Linked DNA regions of Mus musculus: all the other regions are linked to region 1. The links are chromatin contacts, called in public Hi-C and HiChIP or PLAC-seq maps. All regions are on one chromosome and are shown on one strand. Each heading gives the region's core, a stretch centred on a gene start, on an enhancer-like site or on the middle of the called end of the contact. The rest is flanking DNA. Distances are from core to core; before and after follow the strand shown.

Region 1 (5,007 bases), core at 1,491-3,990:
AAGGTTCCACTGGGCTGTCCCTTTGTGACGTCACAATGACAACAGACAGCGGCAGCTCGCGAAGGGGGAGAACCGAGGACTCAAAGCCACTGGGGGCAAGGGGCGGAGAGAGGACGTGACGGCCCGGATGGGGGGTGCAAAGGCGCAAGGCAAAAGAAGGCCGCGGGGAGGGGAGGGGGCGCGCTGACGTCTCTCCTGCTTAACCTGTTGCTCGAGACTGCGCTGGAGCCCGCGGGCAGGGCGGCGTAAGAGCTGAGCCTTACGCGCGGCGGGGGGCGCCCGAGGCATCTTTCCCTTCCTCACCCCCACCACCACCACCCCCTAGCCTCACTCACCCAGCCCGTCCCGCCCCGAGTCAGCACGCCGAGCCACCCGCGAGCCCCACCCACCCGCCCAGCCAGAGCACAACCCGGAGTCTGCCCCCTACAGGCCGCCCGCGCGCCCGCGGCCCGAGCCCGGGCTACGGCCCAAAGCGCTGTGGGCCCCGTGCACCCTCCCGGCCGGCTGCGTCCGGAGCACCGCGTGAGCAGACTCGGCTCCCGCAGCAGCAACTCACGCTCTGCCTCGCACAGCCACCGCCGGCTTGCGGCCGGATGTCCAGACTCCACAGGGTCCGCTGGCCTCCAGCAAAAAAAAACAAAAAAACAAAATGCCTACCCACGGTGTTCTCCAACTTATCGGGGTCCGGGATAGGGTGGGGGTTCTCGTCCCAAGTTCTACCCCATATCCTTTGTGGCTACGTCAGGAGACATGCTCTGGGAAGGAGTCCACGCTCCAAGGCAAGGCTGTGTGTCCATGCAGTTTCTACACATCGAGTTTAAACTAGTCCTTTGCGCTTTACCCGGCCCACTGCAATGCGGATGTATTTTAATTCTTAAATTCCTTATGGAGTAGGCTTTGTAAGTTGAGCTTCATTTAATCTTACGTTTCTTTCAAGTTAAGTTTACGTGTATAGATTAGGATCAGCTCTCCGGGAGAAATTCAGGTTTTCCATTAAATGTGTGTGTGTGTACACATTTAACAAAACCACTGCCCAGAAGGTCATCTCCCATTATACACTCCTCTCTAACCAAAAAGGAAAAATATTAAGACCAAATCATCGACCCTAGTTAAATAAAACTTTCTCATAGGGTCGCATTGTTCTTTATTTATCTTCAAGGGCCTTTTTTTTTTCTGGGGGAAAAAAGTGTACTTTGCTCTAAAGCATACGCAGCTAACCACCGGATCACTCGAGTGCATATTTGGTTAATCCCCTGGTTTCCCTCTCTACTCCCTCCCCCCAAACTTACAAAAAAAAAAAAAAAAAAAAAAAAGCCACTACACAAAACAAAAACACTCCCTATGCCAAGCAAGACGCTGCTATACTGTGCACAAAACAAACCTAACCATCACAACCCAATCTCAGAAACCCAGTTTTCAGGGAGAAATTATTCGTATTAACATGCATTCACTCAGGCACACATATACTTTTACATGAGCTATGTTTTTCCCCTCAAACTAGAAACCATGAATCTTTAGAACCAAAACCAGCCTCTTTATAAAAGTCAATACCAATAAATGCATTCCCAGTAACATGATTCCCAACTGGGTCATGTTGCAAGCTAGATAAGCCAAAAGGGCCACATATATTAAATGATGTGCCAGTGCTAGAAGATCGCCATAATCGTACTCTGGATTGCAACTTAGCTTCCAACACACATACCTTACACGATTTTCCAAATAACACTAATAACAGGCTCATTTGTATGCAAAGTGCAATATGGGACCAAATCCGCCCGAGAATGCAGTTAGATCACTGCGGGGGCCCCCACACACAGAACCCCAACCTCCACCAAAACCCCTTGCCTTTCACCAAAACTACATCAACGTTGTGTCATTCGAGGTCAATTTATATACTTGAGGTATCTCTACACCAGTCTGTTTTCTCAACCAAACTAGGCAGACACGACTTTGCCTGAAAAGCCCTTTCGGAAAAGAAAGAGCTTTATCGGACGCTGTTTAAAACCTTTCAGCTGCAGAATTATCTATAAACTTGACATTCACAACCATCGCTTAAAACTGCAAGCCAAAGGATGTGTTGTTAAGAGCACTTACGTATTTCTTCTGAATGATATTCCTCTTGGGTCTTTCCTTGCTCATTCTGAGATCCAAATGCTGATTGCAAAAGGGGACAATTGCTTCATGAATTTAAAGCCGTCAGAAATTTGCAAAAAAATATCCTGGTGGTTTTTATTGTTGTTGGTGGTGGTTGATCTTGTAATCCGACTTTTCTTCCTCTTCCCCCAAAACCAGATTCGCCTTGAAATAAATCCGAAATTGAGAAGGATAAAAGAAAAAATATAAAAAGAGCCAAAGACGAGCGAAGCAAACAAGAAAAATTCACTTTAGTAAAACACTCATAATGGAAAATTTCCCCCGAAACATACAACAGACACAAAAAAAGAAAAGAAAAAAAAAGAAGAAAAAAAAAAAAACCGACGCCCTTCACTCCCCCCCTTTTTCTTCCAAAAACTACATCAGCGAAACGTGAAGGTCCTTAGTATCTGATCTGTAGTTACATCTTGAAGAAGAAAAAAGGAAAAGATAAATTTAAAATGTTGGAAGTCACGTTTGTGCTGCAGCAGCAGTGCGAGCAGAAGAGTCAACTCCAGCGGCGGCGGTGGCGGCGGCAGCACCACAGCGGAGGGCTCGCCGAGTCTCTTTTTTCCAAGCCCCTTAACCAATGAGAGAGAGGCTAGCCAGCCCAACTTTAAATGGACTCTGCTTTTATACAAGTTAGGGCTCCTCGGCTAATTCGCCACCTCCCGCCAGCCGAAAACTCCCACAGCTGAGCCCCCCGCACGCCTGCCTAACCTCTGCCCACAAGCCCCGGCCCGGTGCGGAGAACTCCCGCAGCCCCGTCGACGAGACCCCGGAAAGGCCTCCACGAAGCCTCTGCGGGCCGCCCGTCAGGCGCCTCTCCCACGCCGAGCCCAGTCGTGGAATTGAGAGAGGCTCCCTAGCTCAATGCATGGCACGCTCGGTCGCTCCACCTCAGCCCCTTCCCCCCCCCCCCCCCCACCCGCAGTCCGCTCACCCAACAGTCGCCGCATGCAAACCTTCGCCACTGCCCTCACGTCTACCTGCAGCCGGGCAGCTGGGTACCAGTGCCCCAGGACGCCCGGCCCGGGGGAGAGCCGCCTATTCCCGGGGCACCTTAGAATAGTCCCCTTGATCTTCTGGAAGTTGTAGTCCCTTGACTACAAAATGGCTATGGCCACGGAAGCGAAGAACTACAATTCCCAGCGTGCCCCACGCCTCCTGTCACTCAACTCCCTTTTCCCCGATCGCTTCCCCCTCCCCCTTCCCCGGGCCCTGCCAACAAACGCTTGGACGTGTCCCGCGTGCGACACTGCTAGAGGCTGGCTCGGGATTGGCCCGCGGAGCGTGTGGTCCGGGAGCGAGGAACTCCCCACGCCGGCCCCGCCCCCCAGTCCCCTCCCCGCGGGGGCCGCCCTCCCGGCCCGGCCCGGCTCGGCCCGGCCCCGCGCGCCCCGCCCCGCCCCCACCCCGGGCGCGAACCGCCTGTGGAATCGAGGAATCGGCGCGCGAGAGCGCGCCCGCGGGCCCGCGAGGGCAAGCCGCCAGGCTTCCCGGGGGAAAGGCCTCGGAGCGTGGCGGCGGCGGCGGCGGGGGGCGGTGTCAGCGAGGGGTTGGAGCGGGTCCTCAGCCAAACTGGGCCACGCACCAAGAGGGATCCTCGCTCGGTGCGAACTCGCTGATCGGCAGCGCCCGCTTGCTTCAGCCGTTGCCGGCGGTGTCACCTCAGGACAAGCGCCCGTGTGCCGAGCAAGCGGGCGGCCGCTCGGCCGCCGGGGTGGTCCGAGGTCACGGCTCCAAGCCGGCCCGCGGCCGCACGCGACCCCACGCGCGAGGCAGACGCGGCTGGGGCAGCCTCCCGGCGAAAGCTCGCGGCCTCGTGGTCGCCGGCCCGCGTGCCCGCCCCTGTCCCCGGGGCCGACGCGACCCTAGGCCGTCGCCGGTGGCTCCGAGGTGAAGCCCCGCCGTCCCTGGAGACGGTGAAGGGGGTCTTTACCCTCAGGACTAGGGCTGTCCGCGACCGAGACTCCCAACGCCGAGGTGAAACCGTGAACGGAAAAATGGAGACCGACCCCCCAACACAGGCAGCCCGTAAGGAAGCGTCTCGAACACTGAGTGCCCGAGAGCCCAATGGTCTGTGCCCCGCAGCCTTACCTGCCCCAGCCCCTGCCCTGCCCAGGCTCGCCAGTCGCTCAGATCAATGGATCGCAGGCCCTGCTGTCGCTCTCGGGGGCATTCGCAGGAACTTTAGCACGGCTCCCAGCCTCGGCGCTAATTTCCTGGTTCTAACCTATGGTCTTCAAGGTCCTGCTTTTCAAATCTGACTGGCTAGCCTCAGGGAAGCGAAAAGGCTTGGAGCCTCTCCCATCCACCTGCAGACACACATTGGCTTCTTCCTCTCTCTCCTCCCGGGCAGTCGGTTCCCAAAACAAGCACTCCCGAGTCACGACCATTCCACTGTTAGTCGCAACAGGGCAACTTAGTCATGGTGTCTAGAAGGTTCTAAAAAAGCGAGTTAACACCTATGGATTCAGAGGTCACAGTGGCCACTTCAGACAAGTTGAGCGATGGCTTTCCTAAGCTGCTCAGTTTCCACATCTGCAAGTTGATTCCGGCCAAAGCTTATGGAGAGGATTATAAAGTAACAAAACCCTAGTTTAGAACCATGCAGGTTATTGGACTGTTTCATGAGTTGACATAAGACACCCTTATTTTTAAAAAGTTATACCTCATTATTTGTCTTATTTTTTAAGTTTCTAAAACTCATGTTCATTTTACAAGCAGAAAAATTAATTGCCTGTGTGTCTTAAATAATGCACAAATTGTTCACTGTTTCCGTTTGGTTGGAATGATCGAATACATTTCTATTTTACAGTTCAGTTTTGACCACCCAAGTGACTTTATGGTCGTCTTGACACAAGGTGCTTT
Region 2 (5,007 bases), core at 1,174-3,673, 450 kb after region 1:
CCTGGAACTTTTAAAAAGTTACCCTTCATCATTACTGCGGTTCTGTTTTACTGCCGTCCGGAAGTACAAAAGAAGTGGAAACAGAATTACATTGCCTAATTCCAAACTGGAAAATTAACGCATATGGAAATCTGTGTCTACAAACATTCAGTTGATAAGGGGGAATTTTAAAAACAAATTGCGGGAAAAGGAACAGATAATATGGAAGCCTGTGATGGTGGAGGGTGGCCTTTCTTCTGGAGGTATATTACAGGTCAAAAGCCCACATCATCTTCTTTGTATCCAGGAACCATTTGAAAGGGAAAGGAGGTTATTGAAAAATAGCCCCAGGATGACAAACATCAACTCTCCCCATTTCAGGCGGGGGGGTGGGGGAGATAGTCAACCTAACTCAACATGGTTTCCATCAGGACTCAGATAGTCAACCTAACTCAACATGGTTTCCATCAGGACTCAGATAGTCAACCTAACTCAACATGGTTTCCATCAGGACTCAGATAGTCAACCTAACTCAACATGGTTTCCATCAGGACTCAGAAACGATGGGTTTGGTAGTTACACATAACTTTTGTTATTTCTATTATGTTTTTCCGAAGTGTTTAACTTGTACACTCTTGCTTTATCAGTGTCATTTGAAAAGTCAATAAGAATTCTGTTTTGTTTTTTAAACATCAGTCTCATATAGCCCAGGCTGGCCTCAAATTTCTGATCTTCCTGCTTCTGTCTTCCAAGTGCTAGCATTATAGGTGGTGTACCACCACCAATAAGGGTTTTAATTTAACTTTTAATATTTCTATACATAGGTGATGTGTGTATGTGTATATGAGTGTGTATATTTATGTGTATATGTGGGCTTGTATGTGTGTTTATGTATATATGTGTAAGTGTGTGTATGGCGTATATATATCTGTGTATATGTATTTGTATATATGTTTGTATATGTATGTGTATATGTGTACTTGTGTGTATGTGTGTGTGTGTACACAGATGCACGTGTCATGGCATTCACATGGAGGGCAAAAGACAACCTCAGATGTCAGTCTTTGCTTTCTTTCTTTGCTTGAAACAAGATTTCTTGTTCACTTTTGGGTACACGAAGCTCATTGGCTCCCGAGCTTTCAGAAGTCCTCCTGTCTCTGTCTCTCATCTCCCCATAGGAGGGCTGGGATGTTCACTACTGTGCCCAGTTCTACATGGGCTCTTGCAATCCAATTGGAGTCTTCACACTTGCATAGCAAGCTACTTGTTCACTGAGCCACAAGTCAGAGATTTCTAACATGTCTGAACAACATAAGATTTGCATTTAGAATCATTCAGAAAGGAGAAACTGTTTTAATCAATGCTGCTTCATGACCTATTGGTATAGCTTCATCATCCTGCCTTATAATCCAATTTTAGTCATGCATTTAACTTGAGCAATACTAGTGTTGAACCCATATCATAATCATAATATCTTCTACCAAATATTACCATGCCCTTTAATCTACTTGTACCATAAAGTAATATTTCTTAATCCACTTTAAAAATTCTTTACTTCTGTAAAGATAAATGACTTTCCCAAATCTTGGGTTTGGCATGCAGTAGAGCTTGAATTCACACCCAAGTCTCTTTTTTATAGTCATTTTGAGTATTATAACTTTACTGTCTGAAATATGTACTTAAAACTTCCTTTCTTCCCTCCCACCATCCCCTCTCTTTCCTTCCCTCCTCCTCCTTCTCTTCTCCCTCTGACGATCCTGCCTCTCTCATTGTTTATGGAGACAGGGTCTCTCACTGTAGTCAGCCTGGCCTCAAACTGTGCAGGCTGGCCTCGAACTCATGGCCCTCTTCCTGCTTAGCCTTTCAAGTCCTCACAATTTCAAACACACTATATCCCTAACTGGGCTTCAGTAGTCACGTTTCAGTGCCAAATTTATTTCCAAAGGAATGCGCCTCTAATTTTATAATGGCACGTATAAATGAGAAATAAGGGGCTTATGGAATTTTGCTTCCCTGCCAACTCTGTGGGAGAGGCGTAAAGAGTTCTAAGTCTAGGATTGGAGCACAGACACAAAAGGCAGCAGCTGCTGTTTCCTGTAGGAGGCATTTGGAGGATCCTGACAGGATCTCACAAACCCCGGGCTTTGCAGCGGGGCAGTTATTGAAGGTAGAAGACAGGACACATCCTACACCCACAGGATGAGTTGACTCCTTTACTCAAGTCCTGTGGGCGACCTAAGTAGTAACGACAACACCATGTGAAACTAGGATGCGGCTCCCATGTGATCTTTTTCCTTTTATATGAAACAAAATAAGAGAATTCCAGGCCAATTTTTCCAGCGCTAAAATAAAGATGCCAGAAATAAATGGCAGCTGTTTAGCCATGTACAGCAACACCGTACAACAGTTCGGGACGGGAGGCAAGGATGAATTATGCTGATAGGCTGTGAAGTGGCGTGTTATTTGTGCCTTTTTCTTCCAGCCATCCTTCTTGCCTTCTCCATTACCCAGTCATTTTTAAATGATTCAACTGGAAAAAAAATGCAAAACGGCTCAATCCATTCATTTTCTTTATGTGCCCTTAAAATAAAACACCAGAGCTGTAATTTGCTAATCATATTTCATCACTTGTGACAATCGCTGCATCCAGCTATGGTTGGGGAAGTTGCTGAGCGTCTGCCTGGCTGTCATTCTAGGAGGAAGGCCCATTTTGGCAACAGAAGAATGTGTGGACAAGAGCCATTCACAGCATCGCTGATTCTATACCAAAAACGTAAGGCCCGGGAGAGGTTTGTTTTATCTTACAGCAGTTCTCCGTTTCTTTATGTCAGTGATGTATATTATTAACCTAGATGCTCAAAACAGTGTTTTTATCCATCCCATTGGATGAAAGCCGCGTGAATTGTATAAAGTGAAAACTTCCTTTTGTGGTGGTTCTAATTTCATCGGAAAATATCTGTATGGGTGTATCTGTTATTGTTCTCTCTGCTGTGAGCAAAAACCTGGTGGGATGCAACTCAGGGGAGGAAAGGTTTATTTTGCAAGGGTCTGAGTGTCGGTCTATCCTGGCAGGGAAGGCCTGGCAGCAGGAGGCTGCCTGCTTGCTTATATCATGGGGGATGGTGACAGAGAGATCAATGCTGGCTCTCAATAGGTTTCTCCCTCTGTGCATTTTTAGTCTGTACAGTACCTGGAATGGTGCCATCAACATCCCAGGTGGGTCTCTGCTCCCCAGCTGACCCTTCCTGAGTATTCTCACAGACACGTGCAGAGATGTCTCTCCTAGGTGACAGATGACGAGTTCAGTCAGGCTGTCTGTAAAAGTTAACCCTCACAGTCAGTGACTTCAGCAGTGGTCCGACTTCAGCAGTGGACTGGCATCGCGGTAAGTAGCCAGTGTGCTTGACACCTGATTAGTCTGTGATGCTGATGCTGCGGTTGACATCTCTAAGAATCCATCCTTTTCCTCGGAAGGCTGTCATACGCACGAACCTAACCGTTTTACCGGATGTTTCAGAAGACAAGATGCATTGCATTTAGTCTCTTGGCAATCTGAAGAGGTGGCCATCAATATGTCAGGGTTATAAAAGTGAGAGAGCTAAAGTTCAGAGATGTTCAAGCCACTTGTTAAGTTCCACAACTTAATGCCAGGTAACTGACTTCAAGTTCAGCCTGTCTCTCTTTGGAACACAGGGCTATTTCTCCGGAAAACTAAGAAGCCTTCACGGATGGCTGATAGATTCAAAAGTGCCTGTCAGATATAAGCCAAAGATGAGTTAGCAAATATAAAAAGGCACATGACCACAGAGCCTTGGGGTGGACAAAAAGACTGTCTCTTTCCCTTGGTTCTGGTTAAAAAGTATGAGCTCTTGAGAGCAGACCTTCAAATGGCATCCTTCCTTCTGTTTGGCCTGTGTAATTATTGGTGTGCCAAACCCTTTTGCTTTATTGAGAATGGAAAATTCACTAATTAAGTAGAGATGATTATGGAGAAATTGTTTCTCATCCTAACTTTATTGTCTAGAAAATCATAAGTTAAGCTGATCCAAAGTCTCTTTTTTAATCTTCTTCACTTCCTCCTTCCTCTGCTGTCTATAACTTTCTTTTCTCATATGTAGTTATCTGTCACATTAAAAATGGCCTGCATATATGACAGTGGCCCTATAAGATTATATCACTGGGTGAGAGACTTTTTAACAATGTATTTCTCAGAAGGTATCTGTGTCACCAAGTGATACATGACCTACTGGTATAGTTAAGATTATAGAATAAATGAAAGCACAATGAGTTAGTTTTCCATCGCTATGAAAAAAAAAACATATGGGACACTAAGGTTTCAAGGGAGTAGCTGTGCGTAGCTACTTAGCCTCATTGCCTTTGGGCCTATGGTGAAGCAATGCCTCATGGTAGGAGCATATAAGTAGTGAGAATCCAACCTTGTTGCCACTAGCAACCAAAGAGAGAGACGGGAAAGGGCTGTAGTTCCAATATCCCCTTCACCTACCTGCTCCCAGTTAGCTTCACTAGGTCCCACCTCTTCAAGGTTCCACCATTTCATAACTACCATACGCTGGTATGGTACAGGCCAGACCCTCACGCCTGGGCCACCAGGGGAAGATTCTCAGTCCAGGCTGCAGCATGTGAGCATGTCGTGATGGGAGGCCCTGTCAGCAGCCTTCGCGATGTGACACCAAACTCCCTCCCAACATACCTGGACATGAGTCACCGTGGCCAGCTCACACTGACTGTCCAGGCTTTCACGGAAGTCACTTTCTCAGAGATGTCTTAGGAGGTTGGACTGGCAATGGTGAAGGTTACAGCTGTGCATGGAGATCAAAAATGCTCTAGAGCCTGAAGAGGATGGGGTTCTGCCACGTCTTGCCTGTGGGGACAGGTAATCTGTGGATATTTGTTTCCTATTGAGTCACTTTAAACACATGAACATTATGTGACATTTAAGTCGGAAACTGGTGGAGGGATTCTGGTACCAATGACAGTGGACAGTGGATGTGAAAATTCTTGTGTAGA
Region 3 (5,007 bases), core at 1,045-3,544, 410 kb after region 1:
CCATGGGTTGCAGGCTAGCCTGGGATACATATAATCAGCTCCAGGATATCCTGGGCTGTGTTGTGAGAGCCTGTTTGAAAAGTAAAAACAATAGTGAAAACACACAAAACAAAACCTAATTGGTAGCTTAATTGACTGACAGCTTTAATGGATTATAGTCTTATCTGACAGTCTTTCTTTTTTTTTAAGATTTATTTATTTATTATATGTAAGTACACGATAGCTGTCTTCAGACATTACAGAAAAAGAAACCAGGTCTTGTTACAGATGGTTGTGAGCCACCATGCAGTTGCTGGGATTTGACCTCAGGATCTTTGGAAGAGCAGTCGATGCTCTTTACCACCGAACCATCATTCCAGCCCCTGACAGTCTTTCTTTTACTTTCTGCAAAATTATTTATTCAAGAAACATTTTCCATTTCATTTTTTTATAACAAGATCCTAGAATAGCACAAGGAAGAAGCGAAAGTATGTTTCCACCTCTTTCAGGTTTTTAAAAAATGTTTTTACTATGATGTTTTACTGCATGGATGTCTGTGTATCACATGCATGCTTGGTGCTCCCAGAGGTCAGAAGAAGGCATTGTATCCCCTGATACTGGAGCTAAAGATGGTGTGAGCCATCTTGTGGGTGCTGGGAATCAAACCCAAGTTCTCTGGAGGAGCAGCCAGTGCCCTTAACTACTGAGCCATCTCTCCAGTGCTGTTCCCGTTCTTGGTCATTGCCTTGGAATCTAAAACATTGGTGACAATGGAATTCTAGTTATCGAGTCTAAAATCACTTGAGTTCAAGTCCCAGCAAAAGATGAAGGTCTGGAGCTGTGTCCAGGTCACAGCCACCAGTGCTAAGACCTCAGAGAGGGGAAAATGGACAATCTCTGGCATCTTCAACTTGTGGCATCTTTGTGTCTAATGTGGAGGAGAGGGAAAGAAGAAAAGTAAAAGTCTGCATGTTTTTGAAATATTGGAACTGTGCTCAAGAGGGGACTATTATGAAGAGTTATCAGTTTAGAAGCTGTGGAGCAGAGGACCATGGGGTTCAAAGCTTGTTTGTGACTGGGAACCACAGTATGGGTACTTGCTTTTGCAAAGTACAGTAGGCTGGAGGAGCAACGCTTCTTCTCCCCGACTTCCAAAGGCTTGACCTCTTGAAGCAAAGGGAGAGAATCCTTTGCCTTTCCCCAGACTTTGGTGTTTTCAGATTGTGATGGCCAGTTCTTTATTGACAACTTGATTAGATTTAAGAGTGTCCACAGCATAAGAGAGGCACACCCTTGTTGTTGTCTATGAGGTTATTTCCAAAGATTATTAACTGATCAGGGAAGACCTACCCTGAAGGGCTGGTGCATGCATGTGTGTGTGTGTGTGTGTGTGTGTGTGTGTGTGTGTGCATGCACATGCGTGTGTAAGTATATGTGTATGCCAGACTGAATATAAGATGAAGAAGGAGGAAGCAATTTGAGGACCAGCATTTACGTTTCTCTGCCCCCTGACTGGAGAGGCCATGCCGATCAGTTGTCTCCCACGTTCCCCCTTCCATCCATGGCTCCAGCATTATGAACCAGCTGTATCTTCTAAAACCATAAGTCAAAATAAATCCTTTCTCCCATAGGCTCCTTTTGTTAGCTAAAGTAATGGATGCACTGGCATTCCTTGGGTTGTAGATGCATCTTTCCAATGTCTATCTCCATGGTTCTCTTCCTGGTGTCCTTCTCTCTCTCTCTCTCTGCTTTTTTCCAGTCATATCGGATGTTGGCTCTTCCCTGATCAAATAGAGCCTTATCTTAACCGATTACATGTGCAATGGCTTCCTTTCTAATTGAGTCACATTTGTAGGAACTGGGGCTTAAGACTTCAATGCAGCTTTTGTTTGGGGGTGGGGGGTGGGGGTGCAATTCAGTCCATGACCCATGATGTCACCCGGACCCTCATCCCCCACATGGAGGTCTGTAATCAAGGGCTTCTGGATTCACTCACGTCCCAATCACAGCCAACACATGGCCCATGAGTAAACAGGGCTCCACGGGAGAACCCTGGTGACTCACAGTGCCACTATCAGTCAGCATGAAGGGTAATTAGCAAGGGATTGTCATCTAGAATAAAGCCACCCGGTTCCTCTGTAAAAATGTGTCAGAGGGTATTTAGAACCATCATGGTCAGCCCACTGCTACACACTGCAAATTACACACGTCTTTTTGGTGTGTGTGTATGCGTCTTATTCATAGTTCTTCCTGTGCTCCATTTGCGAGGGCGGTTGCTCACCCACTCTCATTTCAGCACCGGCCTTGCGTGCTTCAAAAGCTCCCGATGTCCCGAACACCCATACATCTTCCTGTCACCCTGGTTAGTCATCTGCTATCACTTTTCTTTCGTTTTGCTCACGTAAGAAGTCATGTTTTTGCTCAGGAGAAAGTGCCATGAGAAAACGTTCGTTCTGATCATTTGGCGACTCATTCCACTCCTTTCTGATGTTTGTAGATGTGAGAGGGAAATCCCTTTTGAGAAGAACCTTAATGAAGGTCCCAGGGGAGGTGGGGTGAAGGAGTGCAGTCAGAAAGTGCTCACACCATCCTGCCGCATTTAGCCATCAACCAGGGAGTACGTATGGCTCCAGCTGCAAATGTAGCAGACGATGGCCTTGTCAGGCATCAAGGGGAGGAGAGGTCCCTGGTCCTATGAAGGCTGGATAGATGCCCCAGTATAGGGGAATGGAGGGCAGGGAGGTGGGAGTGGGTGGGTGAGTGGAGAAACACCCCCATAGAAGCAGAGGGAGGGAGGATGGGAGAGGGGGTTTACAGGAAGGGAGGGGAAACTGGGAAAGGGGATAACATTTGAAATGTAAATTAAAAAAATCCAATAATTTCTTTTCTAGAGAAGGATATCATGGTTCTAATGCCCCCTGGGATCACAGAAGCTGGTCTCCTTCTAAGAGAATGCTTTTTAGTGACATCACTGTCCTCCCCGCTTCTGCTGGCGTTGTTCTGCATAAACCACAACAAGTCAGACATCAGATGAGCATTCGGCTCTATTCCTTTATGAATCCAGGCCTCAGACTGAGTCTGTTATAGCTGAAATGAAGCTGAGTTTATTCAGTTGAGTACCAAGTCCCTCCAAGGAGTGGGAGGGGTAAGTTACATCCCTTTAAAAACTCTTTGTTGGAGTGCTAACTTCTGGCACCTCAGAAGGCGACACTGCTTAAAATGAGGGCATATGGGTGATCCATCCCTAAGTCAGTCTAGTATCCATATAGAAAGAGATTAGGGCATAGACCTGTGTCAAAAGAAGATAACTTGATGATTTGGGGGAAAGATTGTCATATACAAACCAAGGAGAGATTCCAGGGATGCCTTGTCAATTCCTTGATCTTGGACTGGATTCCAAAGCTATGAGGAATATATTTTTTTTAAACATTAAGCCTCGTAGCTTGTGATATTCACTACTGCAATGCTAACTGTTGCATGCAGAGCGAGGAGGGTTGAAAGTAGCCTTTTGAAAGATGCCATACTTCCTGTTTTTAGCTTCTTTTCTCATTGTTGTAAGGAAAAAAAAAACACCTAAAGAACAGCATAAAGGTGGAAAAGATGTGTTATGACTGTTGGTTTCAGAAGTTTTGGTCCCATGTGATTGGGCAGAATATCCTGGTGTCCAGAGCAAGTGGCAAAGGACAGCAGCTTCAATCCGATAAGGCAGGAAGCAGAGAAGGCAACACTATGTTTGACCGTAAAGATGAACCATCATACTTACCCATGCCCCCTCCAAGTCACATCCTCCCCAGTGAGCAAGCACACCAGACCATCCTACCTACCCACCCTTCCTCACCCGCAGTGAGTATGAGTACCAGGCAATCATACCTACCCATGCCCCGCCCAACTCCACCCCCAGTGAGCATGCGCAGTAGGCCATCAACGTTTTAAAAACTCTTGGTCCAGTCCTAGCTTTTACGATACCATGCTGTGTTTTAGGGAGAAAAGATGAAAGACGCTAACCTACTACTTCCTTTCATGAATGCAGTTTAGTCGGAATGCCAACAGTGGTGTCAACTCTATTACCATTTTCTGCAACACCAGAGGAGAGTTTTCTAGTTTTTTTTTTTTTTTTTTTTTTTTTTTTTAGCTACAAAGACGGAAAAATGTGATCAACGCAATCCAACCCAAGTGTAATTTCAGCCCCTTTCCTCCTGTCATGATAAGCCAGAAGTATGGGTTGCCAGAAATGGAAAACAGCTTTCTCCTCAGCCAGATGATGGTCGTGTTCAAAGTGCCATCCGTTTGCCATGTGTTAAAAGTTAAGCATTGAAAACAGACCGGCTTACTTCGCTGAAGCCGTGGGCTCTTGGAAGCCAAGGAGACACTTGGAGGCATTGGGGAAGAACTATGGAGATGGCGTTGCTGGCAGGGTAAACAACGTCTTCTCACAAGGTTTTGAGGAGGGACCCTTGGTTTGCCCCGAGAGTAGACATGGCTATTCACCGACTGGAAAAAAGAAGAGTCAAAAGCTAACCTCCCAAAGAGGCTTCTTTTGTGTTCTAGAATTAATTCCAGTGCCCTATGGCTCTTGGCCTTTGCTGGCATCTGACACGAAGTTTCCTAGCATTTCAGTTCCCCTTTCTAACTCTATCGAGTGAGATCTCCAAGGGTTTTGTTGTTGTTGGTTATGACTGTGTACATGCTGCACATACATGCCTGGTAAAAGCCAGTGGACAGCCTGTTGTTCTATTTGTACCATCCTTATTTATTATCATCATCATCATTATTATTGAGTCAGTTTCTCACTGGCCTGAAACTTGCCAAGCAAGACAGATTGGCCATCAAGTCCCCGGGGGTCTGCCTGTCTCCCCTTCGCCAGGGCTGGAATTACAAGTGTGTCACCACACCTGGCTTTTTAAAACTTGTGAATGCTGGGGTTTCAACTTAGGTCCTTGTGCTTGCCAGCTGAACACTCCCCGGGCCACGCACGGCCTTTCCTCGGACCTCTGTGAATTCTTGATGGAAGATGGAAGTGTCTCGGTG
Region 4 (5,007 bases), core at 1,238-3,737, 380 kb after region 1:
AGCCTTTGAAGATGCAGTTAGTTGGATACATCCTAAACCACTATGGCTGACATCCTCATAGAAGGGGAAAATTGGACTTTGAGAGGCAGATGTATATTAAGGAAGATGCTCTGAAGGCATGTTGTGAATGCCATCAACAGGCCTTGAGAAGCTAAGAGACAGCATGAACCAAATCCCCATTTGAAGCATCATAAGAAACTGTTATGCAGCCTTCTGTTACTGTGACAAAATACTCGAGGAAGACCATCTTAAAGAGAAGAGGGAGTTGTCTGGGCTCACAATTTCAGAGGTCTCAGTTGATGGTTACTTGGCCCAGTGGCTCATGGTTTCTGTGCACCCAGTGCTATGATTTTTGGACCTGATAGAGAAAAACTGCTCACATGTAGCTGTTGGGAAGGAGAGAAAGAGAAAGGCCTGCCTAGCTATAGCTTTGAAAGGCACATAGTTAACGACCTACTTCTTCCAGCTAGGCTCCACCCCCAGACATTTCCATTACTTCCCCAGAGCCCTGCATGCTGAGGACTAAGGCTTTTGCAGAGGAATCTTGAGGGACATTTTAGTTTGAAACTACAACAGGAGCCAGCCTTATGGAATGATCCCTTCATCTAGAGCTCCTAGTCTATGGAACTGTTAGTAGATTTCCCCTTGTTGTTTAAGCTTCCCAGTTTATAGTATTTTTGCTTCAGTAGCTCTAGGGCAGGAATACATTGCCTACAATGTGACATGGGCTCATAGTCCTCTTCCTTCCCGTGGAACTGTACTATGATTTTAGTGTTTTTCCACTAGGGTAGCACTAAAGCTGTCCCAAACTGTACAAGGAGAAGCTCATGCATAGAGGTGAATTCATACCTCTCTGGCTGTTAGAATAGGCACTTATTGACATTTAGTGGAGGAGAGGCTGGGTTACTAGACACTTCCAAACACAAGATCAACCTTATACAACACTGTTGTTGATGGTCCCATAGGGACCACTGCACTAAGACTGCTACTGATGTTCCTATTGGGAGCACGGCACTATCTAGCATGGCTGCATTATACAACTCTCCTTCAAGTCTAAGTTCTCCTTCATACTTGTGTGTAATCTGTCTCTTCTACCTAGAACACTTGCTTGTCCCCTTGCTTGTCCCAGAGTTTCAAGTGCTCTGGGACACTTGCAATCTGCTCAGTGAGGCTCTCCATGACTGCAAAGTATATAGTTGGCCACTCCCTTTCATAGCAGCCTTCCTATGTCGATGCTGTCGGGTTTGTCCATCTCCTTCCGTGGAAGCCGAAGCTCGGTGGGGGTAAGAAGCAAGAGTGGCCTCTCTCAAGATCCAACGTAGAGACTGGCATCCTCTCCGGATTCATACACAAATGCAGGGTCATGCATGAGTTAGCAGTTCTGGTGCTAGAATATGTGAGAACCTAAGGACTAGGGATGGAGACAAGGAAGAGGCCAAAAGAGACAGGAGCAAGTTGGTATGATGTGTTGGCCGAGGCGAGAAGGCACTGATAGGGTAGCGGGTTCCCCGAGACTGACTCTCATGTACCAACGGAGCTCAGTCCTACAGAGATTTTGGTGGGACACTTTGTTCCGTTTCATGCTGTGTGAAGCTTGTATCTTGCTTGTGAACCTCAAGATCTCCAAGATGGTGGACATGGGAATGAGCCTGGCTTCCCTATGGTTTAGAGTAACCCATGCATGACAAGTTGCCCATTCATTGAGTTATTAGGAAGGTTGGAGTTTGGAAGGGAGGGCCCAATTATAGCTGAGTGTAAAGTTTGGAAAGAAATATCCACTCGCCCTGGACCACCTCTTCTTGTTCTGGTGAGAGCTGGGCACTGCTTGGCTGGGAACGTCTCTGGTGTGTCCATGTTCACCGTTCAGGCATCTAGAGTTGCTTTCACGTCTGTGATAGAGTATCAACAGCAACAACACAAGGGAGTAAGAACGTTTTGTCTCAGGGGCACAGTTTGTCATGGTAGAGAAGGCATAATGCCTAGAGTGGCTTACCGCTGGGGCAGCAAGAGTCTATAAGTGGTTGCCAGTCAGGAAGCAGAGAGACAGACAGGAAGTGGGGCCAACCTGTAATCTCAAAGCTAGCCCCAGGTACCATGTCTAACAGGTTTCGTAATCTCCCTGAACAGTTGGCTGCCAAGAGCTCAAAAGCATGAGTCCACGGGAGACATTTCATATTCAAACAATAACAAGAGACATGGTTCTTTTTGGAGAAGACAATGTATACTCAGCAAGCCTCTCCCAGTACCTTCAAACTGGGTCATATGGTGCCTGAAGTGAGGCTGTATTTTTGAAGCCAGCGGTAGCCCAATTTTTCCTGCAGAAGCTCTCAGTTTTGCTCCGTTTTTCTTAGATAAAGTTTCGTTTTTTCCATTCTGCTGCACACTCAGAGCTTTGGAGCCCAGGGACGCTGCCCCTGAGTTGGGCGAAGGACGGCCTGTGTTGTAATTCTACTCGGCTGCTAATTTGCTGGGTGACCTGTAGTGTTTTACTTAACCTTGTAAGGGCTTCAATTATTCCATAGAAAACTTGATGAGAGTGCGCTGTTCCCCGGGGCACTGGTGCTGGTGAAAGGGGGGAGGAAAAAAGAAACAAACAGCAAACTGTGCCTGTGTCCATGCAGGAGAACTTTCCCAGGCTACTCTCTTGTTCTTCATGCTGCTATTTCAGGTCTCCCAGGCCCATTTCTTCTCAAAGCTCTTCACATTTCTCGTTGCTTTCCCTAACTTTGCTCGTTTACATACTGAGCCCACAATCTAGTACAGTCAAGGACTAATTCTTTTATTCATTGCTTCATGATTTTTTGTTAAGTTGCCTCTTTTGGAAGAAAGTGGTTTGTTGAGAAGGGGAAAATCCCATTGGTATATATTACAATGGAATTGTGGGTATAGTTTTTTTTTTTTTTACATACATGTTTGTATTAAGAGTCAAGAAAAGGTGACATCGAGTATAACCATGATGGGAAACATTATGGAGATTCATTTTTAAAATTAAAAAGGAGGGCTACTATGTGGTTCAGAAGCTCCACTTCTGGGCATACATCTGGAGGAAATAGAATTAATACATAGGAGAGAGATATGCACCTCCCACCCCCATTATTCATTGTGGTACTCTTAATAATAGCCAAGACATAGATTCAACTTAAGGGCCCACTCACTTTTGAACACACCAAGAAAACGTGTTATGGATACAATGGTATTTCATTCAGCCATGAAGAAGAAGGAAGCCCTGTCATTGACAATAATATGAAAGAACCCTGAAGACATTATGTTAAATGCCCTGAGCAAGCATGGAAAGACAAACTCTACATGAAATCTCTCATATGTAAAACAGAACACTCGGGCAACCAGAGGTCGCCAGACCAGAGGCTGGGCAGAAAAGGGTGGGGAGTAAAGGACAATGGAGTTATTGGTCAAAGGGGCAAAATTTCAATAGACAGGAAGTGTGAGAACAAGAGAGCTATTATTCAACCGTTTACTACAGCTACTAGTTTATTGTGTTTCTGAAAATCTCTAAAAGAGTAGATCTTAACTGGTCTCAGAACAAAAGGAAAAAAAAGGAAGCATATGACGTCATAGATATGTCTATTAGTGTGACTTAGCCAGTCCTATGTATATCAGGCTCAAAACATGATGAACTCCATAAAGAAACAGCCCCCCACCCCCACCCTGAGACAGGGTTTCTCTGTGTATCCTTTGCTGTCCTGAAACTTACTCTATAGACCAGCCTGGCTTTGAACTTTTAGAGATCTGCCTGCCTCTGTCTCCTGAGTGCTGGGATTAAAGGTGTGCACCACCACCACAAGGCTAAAGATACACATTTTAAAAATGTATCACGTATAAGAAAATTCAGTACCTATGGAGGCCTGGCATGCGTTCTTTCCTCAGAGTCAGCCTTCCTAGCTTCAGGATTGTGTCAACCCAACCTTCTGGTCTCTGACACTCTCTTAGGGCCACCTCACAGGGATTTGCCCACTAGCCTAATGTGAGCTCCAAGAGGGCAGGAGCGGTGTGTGTCCAAAACCTAACTCAGTGGTTGGTACATAAGAGATGGTCAGTATGTTTGCAGAATTCCACAAAACTCCTCTATTTTCCAATCAAAAACTTGGGTGACCATTAATGGGGAACTGCAGAGTACAACCTCTCGGCCCAACTTGGAAACACATGTGTTGCCATGAACAGCCAACTCTCAGGAAGTGGTAGGAGATAGAAAGAGAAGTTTCAGGTGCTTCCTGTAGCAATCTAGACTTGGTTTGGTTTGGCTTTCAAATATTGAATCTGTGTAGTCCTGGCTGGCCAGAAACTTGATATGTAGCAAGCTGCTCTTGCTTGGGCCTCCCGAGTTCTGAGATTTAAAGGCATGAACCGTGATGTCTCGCCTTGTGATCCAAGTGTTAAAGATTGAAATGTGTAGAGAGTTAAGAGCTTAAGGGTCTAGAATTCTTCGCGCTGTGAGTTCCTGAGATATTGTAGGGCCATTGACAGTTTAGTTTTTAAGTTTCACAGATCTCTCCCCGTAGAATCTCTGTTCCTGGACAGCACTTAAATCTCCTTGGGGTTCCCGAAGGAGGACCTGAACCTCATACGGACTTCATATTCCTCTCACCTCCTACATCTGGCTCTATTAGGAGTTTCCACAAGTTTCTGAACATCTGCGCAACAGCACTGTCCATGTCTTGGCAGGCGTCTGGTTCCACACAGGTACTGAGTACTTGACAGCAGTTTTCTAGGGAAAAAAAAATGAGGTGCTTCTTATCTGTTTGCTAATTCCTTGCACACATCACAAGACTTTTCTGTAAATTCCCATCGGTCTTGACAAAGTTATCTTGTAGACTTGTGTAGTGATTTTGATGGCTGTGCAGGCCTGTTTGTCTTGTTCAGAAAGAAATTAATAATCCCGTGATGGCACCTACTTTACCACCAAACTTCTTAAACTCTCCTAATATACTAATCAGCAAGTCAGTGAAATATTTTTTTTTCTGGATAAAGACAAGCCTGGTGAAATGGATT
Region 5 (5,007 bases), core at 939-3,438, 350 kb after region 1:
GAATCTGAAAACTAAGGCCAAAGTCTGCAGACATAGGCTATGAGAAGCCTTGGATCCAAATTTCTAGTTATTACATCATGAGGAAACAAGAAAAATCCATAAAAATTATATACATTTTTGTCTACTGGGCCATTTGTAAGATAAAGTGAATTAAACTTGGGTGAATGGGGTTTTGTGGCTTTGTTTTACAAGATCATACTATGTAGCCTAGGCTGGCTTTTAACTCTCAATCCTCCTGAGTGTTGAGATTAGAAGCATGTGTCACTACAATCCATTTTCGGTTGTGGGAAATATTAAAAACAAGCCTGCCATCTCTCTGAGGGGCTGGACCATGCTTGCTTGTCCAGGGAGCTCCTGGTTCTTCCTCAGCCAGAAACCCATGTAGTCAGCAATCCCACACTCCAGTAGCTAACTGGAACCGCCAACCTCATAGTTGCATGTCACAATACCCAGTAACCAGATAAAATCAAGACTCTTAAAGCATAATTAACCAATCAGATTTAAGTATCAATAAAATCACAATTTACAAGAAGCCAATAAAATAATTTCAGAGCCAATTGATAATGATAAAAGCTTTATCCCAATATTTCTAGCCTTGTGAAATCATAGCTACTTGTGGCTAGCAAACACCATGTGGGTTCATGTCCGCAGCCATCTTCCTTCTTCTCCTACCCTGAGTCACTCCCTGTCTGAGCAACTCTTAACTCTGCCTCCCTTTTCCCTGTCCAATCACAGACCTGCCCTGCACTAATGTAATTGGACAGGGAAAATCCTGCGACAGTTTTCCCCTTTACTTAATGTAAAAACCAACTCTCTGGCAACAGAATGTGAAGCTAAGTTTGGGATCCTGTTGAATCCTCACAAATCTCCAAAGTATTTTTCTTTCTTTAAAATGGAAGTTATCTATATATTTACCATTCTATTCACTGTCATAAGGAGTTTGGATGTCAATGGATAACCATCCTTTCCCTTTCTTCCTTCCTTCTTCCCTTCCTTCTTTCCTTCCTTCTTTTCTCTTTTCCAGTTATGTGGTCCAAGCTCTTCTAACTCACCATGCATCTCAGGTTGGTCCTCAACTGTGTAATCTTCCCACTCATTCTTTCAAGTACTGGTGTAACGGGCCTGTGCTACCACACATGGCTTTGTACAGACAGGAAATCAAAACCTGAATCAACAGATTTAGCATTGATGACAAAGCAGCTTAACATTAATCCCACGCATGCTGGTTCATGTTTCTGTCCTCAAGCTGACCATGGAGCAGAACTGAGTCCCAGTGATGCAACTGTCCTTTCGATAGCCTGAATTTATCTTCATCTCTTTTATCTGTTAAGATGACTATTTGATGGATTAATGTTAATAAAGTTTAAAAATACCATTTATTTAGCATTAGGTGTGTGAGTCCCTGCCTGAGTACACCCATTTCACAGAACACATGTGGAGGTCAGAAGACAAGGTTTGGGAGTCAGTTCTCCTCTCTAGTCACATGGATTCTTGATATCAAACTCAGGATTCAGGCTCGGTGGGCAGCCTTCACCCGCTGAGCCATCTCACTATGTTCCCCAGGCAGAGCAACATAGCTTCTGCTATCAGTGTTAGACAAGCTCCTTCACCAAAGGCCATCAAGCCAGGACAGTATGGCTCTGGATCTTTATGGGCCAGGCTGAAAGGGATCTCTCTGTTCTCGAGGCCGGAAGCAAGCAATCCAAGAGCCCATCTTCAGCCAGACGCATCTCTTCCTGTAGAAAGGGAGTCAGCACATTTTCAAAGTGTTCCGAAACAGTCAAATGGGAGTCATGTTAATTTGGTGTAAAACTTCATGTGGCGTATTACTAATGCCAAAGAACAAAGCAGAGAGGATCTGGTGACTAATTACTAACAGCACTGTCACTATTTTATGTAAGTGTGAACAAGGATCATATGTTTCTTATAGTTGGTCCTTGTTGACGCTCTCTGTCTCGCTGGTTAAAGCGTGATAATGAACAGCAAGTAGAACACTGAGAGCTGCTGCGGGCTCCCCTCGGAACAGTATTTTGTACTCGCGCCCAGAGGTTCTGGGGGCCACGGACGTTCTTTAAATACATGCAACAGTTGAACACTGGTGTTTTAAAGCAATCTCACAGACTTGAAGCAGGAGAGCCTGCTGTCCCTTTAAGGGGAGGCCGCTGTGATTTGGTACTGCTGCATGCTGTGGCAGAGACAACCAGATGGAGTCACGGTGCTGTCCCAGGAACTTGCAATTGCTGAGAGTCCTAGGTCTTGCTACAGAAATAGAACACATGATAGAACTTAGCAAATAAAAAGCTATATGCTTTCAGGGATTCCAGGAGGGGAGTGGGATTTGATATTGGTTTAAGACCAGAGCAGTGTCCATGAACACTTGGGTTGGTTTTCTTTTATCGTGTGTGTGTGTGTGTGTGTGTGTGTGTGTGTGTGTGTTTGTGTGTGTTGAGGTTTGAACCCACTTATGGTAAACAAGTACTCTATTGCTAACTTACATTCATGTATGTATGTGTGATGTGTGTGATGTGTGTGTGTGTGTGTGTGTGTGTGTGTGATGTGTGTGATGTGTGTGTGTGTGTGTAAATACTTTTTCTTTAAGGTCTCACTAAGTTACCTGAGCTGTTCTTGACCATGCTTCAGAGCTCAGGTAGGCCTTGAATTTCCAGTCCTTTTGCCTCAGCCTCTCAAGTAGCAGAGATTACTAGGTTATACCATGAGGCCTTCTCTAGCTTATTAATACTTTAAAATGATGTTTATATTTAAGAATCTTGAGGAGACTTAACACTCAGGACAAAACAAAACAAAAGAAAAATCCCCCCACCCTTCCAGACAAGACCTGAATGCTCGTGGAATAAAGGGTTCCTGAGCAAGAGTTGGTGGTTCGTGTGTTTAAAATCAGAGAGAAGGTGGCAGGGTAGGTGCTTTATACCTTAGATCCCAGTATTTGGAGAGCTGAGGCAGGAGGATCTTGAATTTGAGGCTACATAGGTTGTCGCAAACAATAAACTCCCAAGAGAAGAGATGCTAAAGATGAAGGCAGAATAATTTAAAAGAAAAGACTTGAATCACGGAATCTCAAAGTGTGCTCTAAGGGGACCACAAGACAATTGTTCTGTCTGTCATTTGCCCGATGGGGTGCAGGGCTGTTAGGAGCTTTCAGCTGTTTAAAGGAAGAATGGGAATTAGGTTGGCCTCCTAAGCCTCCTCCTGCCCAGTGAATGGAGAGGTCTCTCCTGATGCCACTTCCTTAAAATCTTTCTCACTTCTGAGTCCGTCCCCACCAAGACAGCATCTCTGAGAGGGATCTCTGATCTCACTCCTTGAGACATCATCGCATTTATTGTCTACTGTGGCTTCATCTCACATACCTTGAGCTTGAAGGATGCTCCAACCACCTCCTCTGGCTGTGGACTGGACTCAGAAAACCTGGTTGTGTTATTTTCCCTGTCAAGTCACAGAATCCCATAGATCTGCTCTTTTATTTATAAAGTTAGAAGAATGGCTGGGTGATCTCTCAGGGCTCTTTCAGCTCCAAATGTCTAAGATTCTATTTAGACTCATTTGAAGAGCAGACAATGGAAGCTATTTTTTGGTCAGGCTGGTGACTGCCTTTTTATATGCAAATGTGAACTGTGAATCCCAAAAGGGACTGTGGAAATGAACTGCCCCTAGTGGAGGGTCATGGACCTTGATGGATGGACAATACCAGCAGGCAAAGTAGGGAAAAAACCGAGAGGTCATTGAACCAAGTGGAATTTCAATGAAGGGGACGACAAGCGAATGAGGTAAACAGAGAACTTGAGTCAAGTTTATTGAGTCCTCTGGCTGAGGTCATGATGGAAACCAGATTGCCGAGTTTCTCCAAGTGTATGCCAGTATTGCAATAGGAAAAAATGATTGGACGGTAATATAAATTTTTATAACATTGGGGGAAACAAGGTTGCGTTGATGCCTTAAGGCCAGTTGTCTGAGCTTGTGACTTTTCAGAGTGGACAAGGGCTCTTAGGATGTTTCATGCTTCCAGGGGTAACAAAAAAATTGGCTTTTGTGGTCATTTGAATGAGATATGCCCCTCATAAGCCCAGGATTTTAAACCCTTGATTCCTGGTTGGTAGTACTCTGGGGAGGGAGCCTTACTGGCAGAAGTTTGTCAAAGGGAGCAGACTTTGAGAGTTCGTAGCCTCACCTCACTTCCATTTGTTCTCTCTGCTTCCTGCGTATCTATGGAGATGCTGTCAACTTCCTGCTCTGGCTGTTTGCTCAGGATGGATTCTGATCAGCCTGGAAGCATACACCAAAAATGAGCACTTTTTGTCTATATGTCGTTCTGGTTATGGCATTTATCCCAGCATTTAAAAGTAACCAAGACAGGGTTACTACTTTTTAGTTACTTCCTGAGCTGTAAATGATACACAAAGCAAGCTATCCTTACACTGAAGCAAGACTAACACACACACACACACACACATACACACACACACACACACACACACACACACACACATACTTTACAAACGTGATTGCTTTTTGTGTGCAGTTTAAAACAAGGTCTTGATGAAGACATATAGGTTGTTCATGCTGGTAAGGCCTTGAGATCCTTACCTTGAGCCGCACAGATATACATTAGCAGTGGAATGGATGCATGTATAGTCTTTTGTGGAATGCAAACCACTTGCTGTTTCTCTAATAAAGTGATAGTGCCAACCCAATTTGTCAACTTTCCCCCAATAGATGACAGTTCCTTAACCAGGCATGGTAGCACAATCCTTTAATCCAGACGCTCTGAATCAGAAGGATCAAGGTTAAAAACTTTTGCTTGGCTGTGGTAGTGGTAACACAACCAACCCCAAGCCCTAGTGACTTGATAAGTCTCACGGTAGAGGAGTGATTAATTGCCATCACTGACTTTATTTTATATCACCTCTGGGGATGTCTAGGAGTGTGTTTCAGGGTTAACTGAGTGTGATAGTCTGGGTTGTACACTTGACACACCTCAGTTGAGGAGTT
Region 6 (5,007 bases), core at 795-3,294, 280 kb after region 1:
CAAAACACTTATCCACATAAGTAAGTCTAAAAATAAAAACAAAACCTACGAACACAAACAAAAACAGAGAGATGCTCCCAACTTTCATTTGTTGATCCTTAGCATCACACAGCCTCAGCTCTTTCAAGCTCTGCGATTGGAGCAGAGGATGCTCTAAGCTCTGCTCCCCTACCTGGATTTCAGACATTTCCCCTCCTTGTACAGATATGTGGGAAGAAACATAAAAGAGGAAGCAGAAGTCTCACAGATATTGTTTATGAAAGATGCTTGCTAGAAAAAAAGGGTGGGTACTATAATATAAACTGGTGATAGATCAGCATGTAGATTTTCTTGTTGATAGATGACATTTTAATGAGCTTGCTTGGAAGCCTGAAAAGAGATACACAAACATTGTCTAGGCATGATGGTGCACACCTTTGATCCTAGCACTTGAGAAGAGAGGCACACAAATCTCTGCAAGTTCAAGGCCAGCCTGATCTTCATGGTAAATTCTAGCACAGCCAGGGTTACATAGTGAGATCTTGTCTGAGACTGACCACCCACCCACACACCCAAGCAACTTAAAAATCTTCAAACATTAGCACTGGTTACTGTTTGAATGGCCAAATACGGGTGCCCCATGGCCAGCCTTTCAAAGGAAGCGGATAGATTTTCTAACTAAAAACAAAACAAAGAAAAAGATGTTCTTTTATTAATGTATTCTTTGAAGTAAGAACCAGGGCAAGACTTTATTGTCTTCATAATAAAACAGAAGATGAAACTGGAAATGGGATGTCTTGCCCCTCTCTCTCCTTAGCCCCTTTCAGTTCTGGATGCTTCTGGTTTTCAGTTGCTCAAATTCTCTCAGATCTGTGGTTGGTCTCATTCCACTCAACATAGCCTTCTTTATACTTTTAGCTCTGGTCTTCTCCCCCAACCCTCTTCCCCAAACTCCAACCCCAGAAAATTGGCTTAGTCTGTCCCTGAGGCCATTCTGCGCCACGTCCTGAAGCTGCTCTCTGGGCATTCACTGCCTGGTACTTCTTGCACTGCCTTACTTAGGGCACTGGTGATTGGCACACTTCTTACTGGGCATAGGACCACCTATCATGTTCGGGATGGGGAAGCAACGTTCTTCTTTTTAACCAGCATGTCCCAAACGATGCCATTAGCCAATACAAATATTTTGGAATTTATTCACCCCTTTCTGTGATGGTTGATATTGATTGTCAAATTGACAGGGTCTAGCTTCCCTGGGAGACAAACCTCTGGGAAGGCTATGAGTTTCTAGAGTGGGTTAATTGAACTTGGAATACTCACCTTAAATGTGTGTGGTGCCATTCTATGGCCCGAGATCCCAGACTGAATAAAAAGGAGGAGAATAGCATCATTCATCTCTCCCTGACTGTGGATGTAACAAGACCAGACACTCTGGGATCTTCTCTCTGTGGCATCTGGCCGCCATGATGGATTGTAAAAACAATCCCTCCTGCTTCCACCAGGTATTTTCTTGAAGCAACCAGAGAAGTACCAAGTGCAGTCTCTGCTTAGAAAAGTAGACAGACAAAGCCATGTTAGCAAGATCCATCTAACAAAATCAGCAAGATAAGTTCAGATATAAATTCTCCACCCCTAAGAGGCCCGTGTGTATTTCTTGACCCAGGGAATGAATGCCTTCTTTAGTTATTTTCTCTCGTTTGTATAAAATCTCTGTGTTGTAGCACAGTGTTCATCATGCGGTAAATAAATGCTCAACAAATATCGGTTGGTTGAATGAATTAAATAGTGGTGTTTTAAGGCAGGACTTTAGCTTTCTAGAAAATTCTGCTCGTTCCTCTAAATGAGTAGGACGAAGAAGATAACTTTAAAAAGTGTCAACACAGACCAAAGTCAGGTGTCAAGTTCACACCTTGAAAACAAAGGGACTCATCATAGACTAGCTCAGACTTCAGTGGGACTCTGAGAAATCAATCGAAACTCTACAGAAAGGAATGAGGCACAGCACAGAGGTTAGCTGGTGCCAAGATCCAAGGGCTGAAGGAAGGAGAGCCTTGCGGATGGCCAGGTGGTTAATGGGAGCAGATGTTGTGGGGGAGGAGCTCTTGGCAGGCCTGCTGTTAGAAAGAGCAGGCTTAAGGTAAGAAGTTTATCCATAAGAAGGTGAGATTCTGGGTGTTTGTGAAGCAGCTCCTTTGCAAGATTTGGGAAAGGGGGTTCCTATGGACGCTATTGTCCTTCATCCCAGGGCAAAGAAAGAGAATCTTTACCCAAGGAGGAAGCTGGCCTCTCCTGAGTGACTGTCCCCATTTTGCTGTCACTCAGCATCCCAGGCAGTCTTAGAAGAGTGGAATGTGGTAGGACAAGCTTGAATGAACAAGCCCCAAACATTATGAAGCTGTAGCACAGCCTTGAGCTCTATTTACACAAGGGCGGGGAGACTGACGCTCTCTGTGGTTAGTTGACCAGCCCCCTTCTTCCTTAGCTGGTCTCCACTGGACTTTCCCCTACACTGATCTCAAGTTTTGTCCCGCATGCTCACGACTTGGCTTCTCTGCTCCATCTTCATCTCTGCCTGAATCTGCCATGTTCTTGTGTCTGCTGCTTTTCTTGACGTAATTCCTAAAAGGAAGAAACTTGAGGTAGGAAGGGTTTACTTCAGATGACAGTTGCAGAAGATCTGGTCCACCCTAGCGGGGAAGGCAGCAGGCAGATGGTCCCAGTTAGAAAGCAGAGAGGTTGAAAAGACCCTGTGTTAAAGGTTTGGGCCTCAGCTTTTGGTTCTTTAAGGGGTGGAACCTATTGGGAAAGTTTAGGTTAGTGGAGGTTTGATCTCAAAGTTCACCGGATGCCTGTCTCTTCCTCTCTTTTTCTAGTCGCTTCCTGGCTATCAGGGGGTGAGCGGATTGGTCTAGTGTGTGCAGATGTGTCAGATGCCTATGGAATCACCGTACTTTTTATTATTATTATTATTATTACTTTTGTGTTCACATCTTTCTTAACCTCTTTCTCTTGGACCCACCGTATTAATCCTAACTGTTAGGTTCTTTGACTTTCCATCCTTCCCCTCCCCTCCTCCCTTCCGTCCTCCCTCCCCTCCTCCCTCCCCTCCTCCCTCCCCTCCTCCCTCCCCTCCTCCCTCCCCTATCTCCTTTGTTGCCACAGTAACCTTTCTGAAACAAGTAGAATCACTGTGGTTTTGCTGAAAAAACAAAACAAAACAGAACAAAACGAAAAACCTCCCTATTGCCTGGTCACCACCAGGCAGGAATTGTCTCCCTGTTTCACCCTATCTCCATCAGACCCTTCCTCCCTGTGCTAGTTTTATGTCAACTTGACATCAGAGAGGAGGGAACCTCGATTAAAGAAATTCCTCCTTAAGAGGAGGCTGCAGGCAGACAAGCCTGGAGGGCATCTTCTTAATTAGTGACTGACGGGCGGCTCAGCCCATTGTGGGTGGGGCCATCCCTGGGCTGATGGTTCTGGATCTTATAAGCTGAGCACGCAGTGGCGAGCAAGCCAAGTCAGCAGCCCCTGCCACCAGGTTCCTGCCCGGCTTGAGTTCCTGTCCCGCTTTCCTTTGATGATGAACAGGGACGTGGAACTGTGACCAGATAACCCCTTTCCTCCCCAAGTTACTTCAGTTGTGGGGTTTCCTTACAGCAACCGGAATCCTAACTAGACACCCCCACCTTCTGCTCAGAGCTCCACGCAGACATATCTTCTGTACCCGACAAAGCACCCCAGTCCACTCTCTGTATTTATAATTGTTTTTGCTCATTTGTTTTGTTCTGGTTTGGCCTTCCTCTTCTGCAAAACTGTTACACAGGAGATTGCCCACTGCCCAACTCACCCTTCCTAGCCCAGCTCAGAAGCCCTTCCCCATTCTTTTAACATGTTTTAAGTCCACCCACATCTGGATAAGGACGCTTAGTGGGCATAGGTATCGTCTACAATGTCTCTCTTTGTAGCGCCTGGTCCCAGCCCGGAGCTCGGCATCTCTATGATGAATCCTCACTCAGAATGTGTTGGTGGCTGAATGAATACAGACCTCATTCTTCTGAACATTTTGTTCCCTCCCCGAAGACCCCATCTTCATAATAACTTTGCCCTCTAAGGTCAAACAATTAGTGGAGTATTCCCTTCTCTTTCTCTGCTGGGAGGGTGACAACTTCCTTATTTCAAGAGGGAGAGATAGCAGGGAACAAAATAGATGCCCCTGGCCTTGCTGCCCGGCTCCTTTGTCAGCCCTCAGCAATATGTTCATGCTGGGAGGACATTATAGCCAGAGTCTGCTATGCTTTCTTTCTTCTGGGCCAGGTGATGCGACCTCAGACATGCTCCTCTCAGACCCTGTAATCATGGCCACCACTATGGTAGAGGAGTGGTGGGCTAACCCTCTCTGTGATTGGGAGTGAGTGTGGATTTAATCAGGTTTTTGTCTGGGTAGAGGCAGATATTAGAATACCATCTGTTTCCAAGTCTTAGCTTCAGACTGCAATCGGCTTTACACCGAGATAATGCAGATATTTTATCCTCATCTCTCTGACTCAGACTCTTTTAACCGGTCTCAACGCGGAGCTGGATTGGCAGAGCCTGGGCAGGAAAATCACTTGCTTTTCTAAAACCTAATACCTAATTTATGAGTCTACCAGTGAGGGGTCGGGAGTTACACAAGTCTCAGCTATCTGAAGGAAGGGACCATGAGCCACAAGAGCCATGAGAAAAGCTCTTGCTGTATAGAGCAAAGGGGTACCCGGGACTGAGCCCCGTGGATGTTAAATGCCTTGTGCTGTTTAAGTGAGTCTAGTTTAAACTAATGGATTCAGAGAAGGGACCTGGAAAGAAATGGGTTTTTCATCTTCATCTATCACATGGGCAAGGGCCAAAAGTTTAGTAGCTTTCTGTTGAAGAAGATTTGGGAAACAAGTAACCTCTTACACTGGGTGGGCGAAGCCTTGAAAATGAAAATAATGTATGCTGGCAATTTGGCAGCATCTATTTAAATATGTATGAACTTGGCCTTTGACC

The links. Hi-C and Micro-C count contacts between places; a contact is called where the count stands out from the background. HiChIP or PLAC-seq counts read pairs in DNA pulled down with a chosen protein or histone mark.
Region 2: an H3K4me3 HiChIP or PLAC-seq map of forebrain shows a contact between it and region 1, with 5 times the contacts expected there. The contact joins the enhancer-like site here to the promoter of Jarid2 in region 1. A contact is called at or near these places in 13 of 39 promoter capture datasets (the HPC-7 cell line, HPC-7-derived erythroid cells, cranial neural crest and 9 more), 19 of 484 Hi-C or Micro-C datasets (the C2C12 cell line, the CH12 cell line, the G1E-ER4 cell line and 13 more), 33 of 115 datasets of contacts at active chromatin or transcription factors (DN3 thymocytes, the SCID.adh cell line, T-cell acute lymphoblastic leukemia and 23 more) and 3 of 9 other capture datasets (adipose tissue, liver and pancreatic islet).
Region 3: a contact with region 1 is called in a Hi-C map of Th1 cells, with 4 times the contacts expected there. The contact joins the enhancer-like site here to the promoter of Jarid2 in region 1. A contact is called at or near these places in 13 of 39 promoter capture datasets (the 3T3-L1 cell line, the HPC-7 cell line, HPC-7-derived erythroid cells and 10 more), 18 of 484 Hi-C or Micro-C datasets (B cells, the C2C12 cell line, the N1E-115 cell line and 12 more), 28 of 115 datasets of contacts at active chromatin or transcription factors (CD8 T cells, DN3 thymocytes, Th17 cells and 22 more) and 1 of 9 other capture datasets (adipose tissue).
Region 4: an H3K4me3 HiChIP or PLAC-seq map of craniofacial prominence shows a contact between it and region 1, with 5 times the contacts expected there. The contact joins the enhancer-like site here to the promoter of Jarid2 in region 1. A contact is called at or near these places in 7 of 39 promoter capture datasets (the HPC-7 cell line, cranial neural crest, liver and 4 more), 3 of 484 Hi-C or Micro-C datasets (muscle stem cells and nephron progenitors), 25 of 115 datasets of contacts at active chromatin or transcription factors (DN3 thymocytes, acute myeloid leukemia, astrocytes and 17 more) and 1 of 9 other capture datasets (adipose tissue).
Region 5: a contact with region 1 is called in a Hi-C map of muscle stem cells, with 3 times the contacts expected there. The contact joins the enhancer-like site here to the promoter of Jarid2 in region 1. A contact is called at or near these places in 19 of 39 promoter capture datasets (the 3T3-L1 cell line, 3T3-L1-derived adipocytes, the HPC-7 cell line and 12 more), 1 of 15 datasets of contacts at CTCF or cohesin (CD8 T cells), 8 of 484 Hi-C or Micro-C datasets (bone marrow-derived macrophages, brain, cerebral cortex and 4 more), 32 of 115 datasets of contacts at active chromatin or transcription factors (CD8 T cells, DN3 thymocytes, the SCID.adh cell line and 23 more) and 3 of 9 other capture datasets (adipose tissue, embryonic stem cells and pancreatic islet).
Region 6: a contact with region 1 is called in a Hi-C map of rod photoreceptor, with 3 times the contacts expected there. The contact joins the enhancer-like site here to the promoter of Jarid2 in region 1. A contact is called at or near these places in 18 of 39 promoter capture datasets (the 3T3-L1 cell line, 3T3-L1-derived adipocytes, the HPC-7 cell line and 13 more), 7 of 484 Hi-C or Micro-C datasets (the N1E-115 cell line, adipose-derived mesenchymal stem cells, cerebellar granule neurons and 4 more), 25 of 115 datasets of contacts at active chromatin or transcription factors (CD8 T cells, the SCID.adh cell line, acute myeloid leukemia and 17 more) and 2 of 9 other capture datasets (adipose tissue and pancreatic islet).

The regions. Positions count from the first base shown.
Region 1 is chr13:44,729,004-44,734,010 of GRCm38.p6, reverse strand. It overlaps Jarid2 (jumonji, AT rich interactive domain 2), which reads right to left and starts at 2,740. Exons shown (of 18, transcript NM_001205043.1): 1 at 2,095-2,740. The coding sequence starts at 2,139.
Region 2 is chr13:44,280,192-44,285,198 of GRCm38.p6, reverse strand. No RefSeq gene overlaps it. Among named protein-coding and RNA genes, the nearest start is that of Gm29676, 23 kb to the right of the region's middle. Within about 2 kb of position 2,423, at least 17 of the 459 cell types and tissues checked have an H3K27ac peak or open chromatin away from gene starts, as enhancers often do. A contact at or near this core is called in cerebellum, cortical neurons, forebrain and 2 more, where this site is marked.
Region 3 is chr13:44,318,523-44,323,529 of GRCm38.p6, reverse strand. No RefSeq gene overlaps it. Among named protein-coding and RNA genes, the nearest start is that of Gm29676, 61 kb to the right of the region's middle. Within about 2 kb of position 2,294, at least 27 of the 459 cell types and tissues checked have an H3K27ac peak or open chromatin away from gene starts, as enhancers often do. A contact at or near this core is called in CD8 T cells, the N1E-115 cell line, Th1 cells and 3 more, where this site is marked.
Region 4 is chr13:44,345,346-44,350,352 of GRCm38.p6, reverse strand. No RefSeq gene overlaps it. Among named protein-coding and RNA genes, the nearest start is that of Gm33958, 52 kb to the left of the region's middle. Within about 2 kb of position 2,487, at least 8 of the 459 cell types and tissues checked have an H3K27ac peak or open chromatin away from gene starts, as enhancers often do. A contact at or near this core is called in craniofacial prominence and second pharyngeal arch cranial neural crest, where this site is marked.
Region 5 is chr13:44,380,647-44,385,653 of GRCm38.p6, reverse strand. All of the region lies in intron 2 of Gm33958 (a long non-coding RNA gene), which reads left to right. Among named protein-coding and RNA genes, the nearest start is that of Gm33958, 17 kb to the left of the region's middle. Within about 2 kb of position 2,188, at least 9 of the 459 cell types and tissues checked have an H3K27ac peak or open chromatin away from gene starts, as enhancers often do. A contact at or near this core is called in adipose tissue, heart atrium, muscle stem cells and 1 more, where this site is marked.
Region 6 is chr13:44,452,803-44,457,809 of GRCm38.p6, reverse strand. 1700029N11Rik (RIKEN cDNA 1700029N11 gene) reads right to left here. Exons shown (of 4, transcript NR_045489.1): 2 at 2,519-2,598; 3 at 1,300-1,522; 4 at 243-369. Among named protein-coding and RNA genes, the nearest start is that of Gm34020, 15 kb to the left of the region's middle. Within about 2 kb of position 2,044, at least 27 of the 459 cell types and tissues checked have an H3K27ac peak or open chromatin away from gene starts, as enhancers often do. A contact at or near this core is called in the HPC-7 cell line, intestinal crypt epithelium, kidney and 1 more, where this site is marked.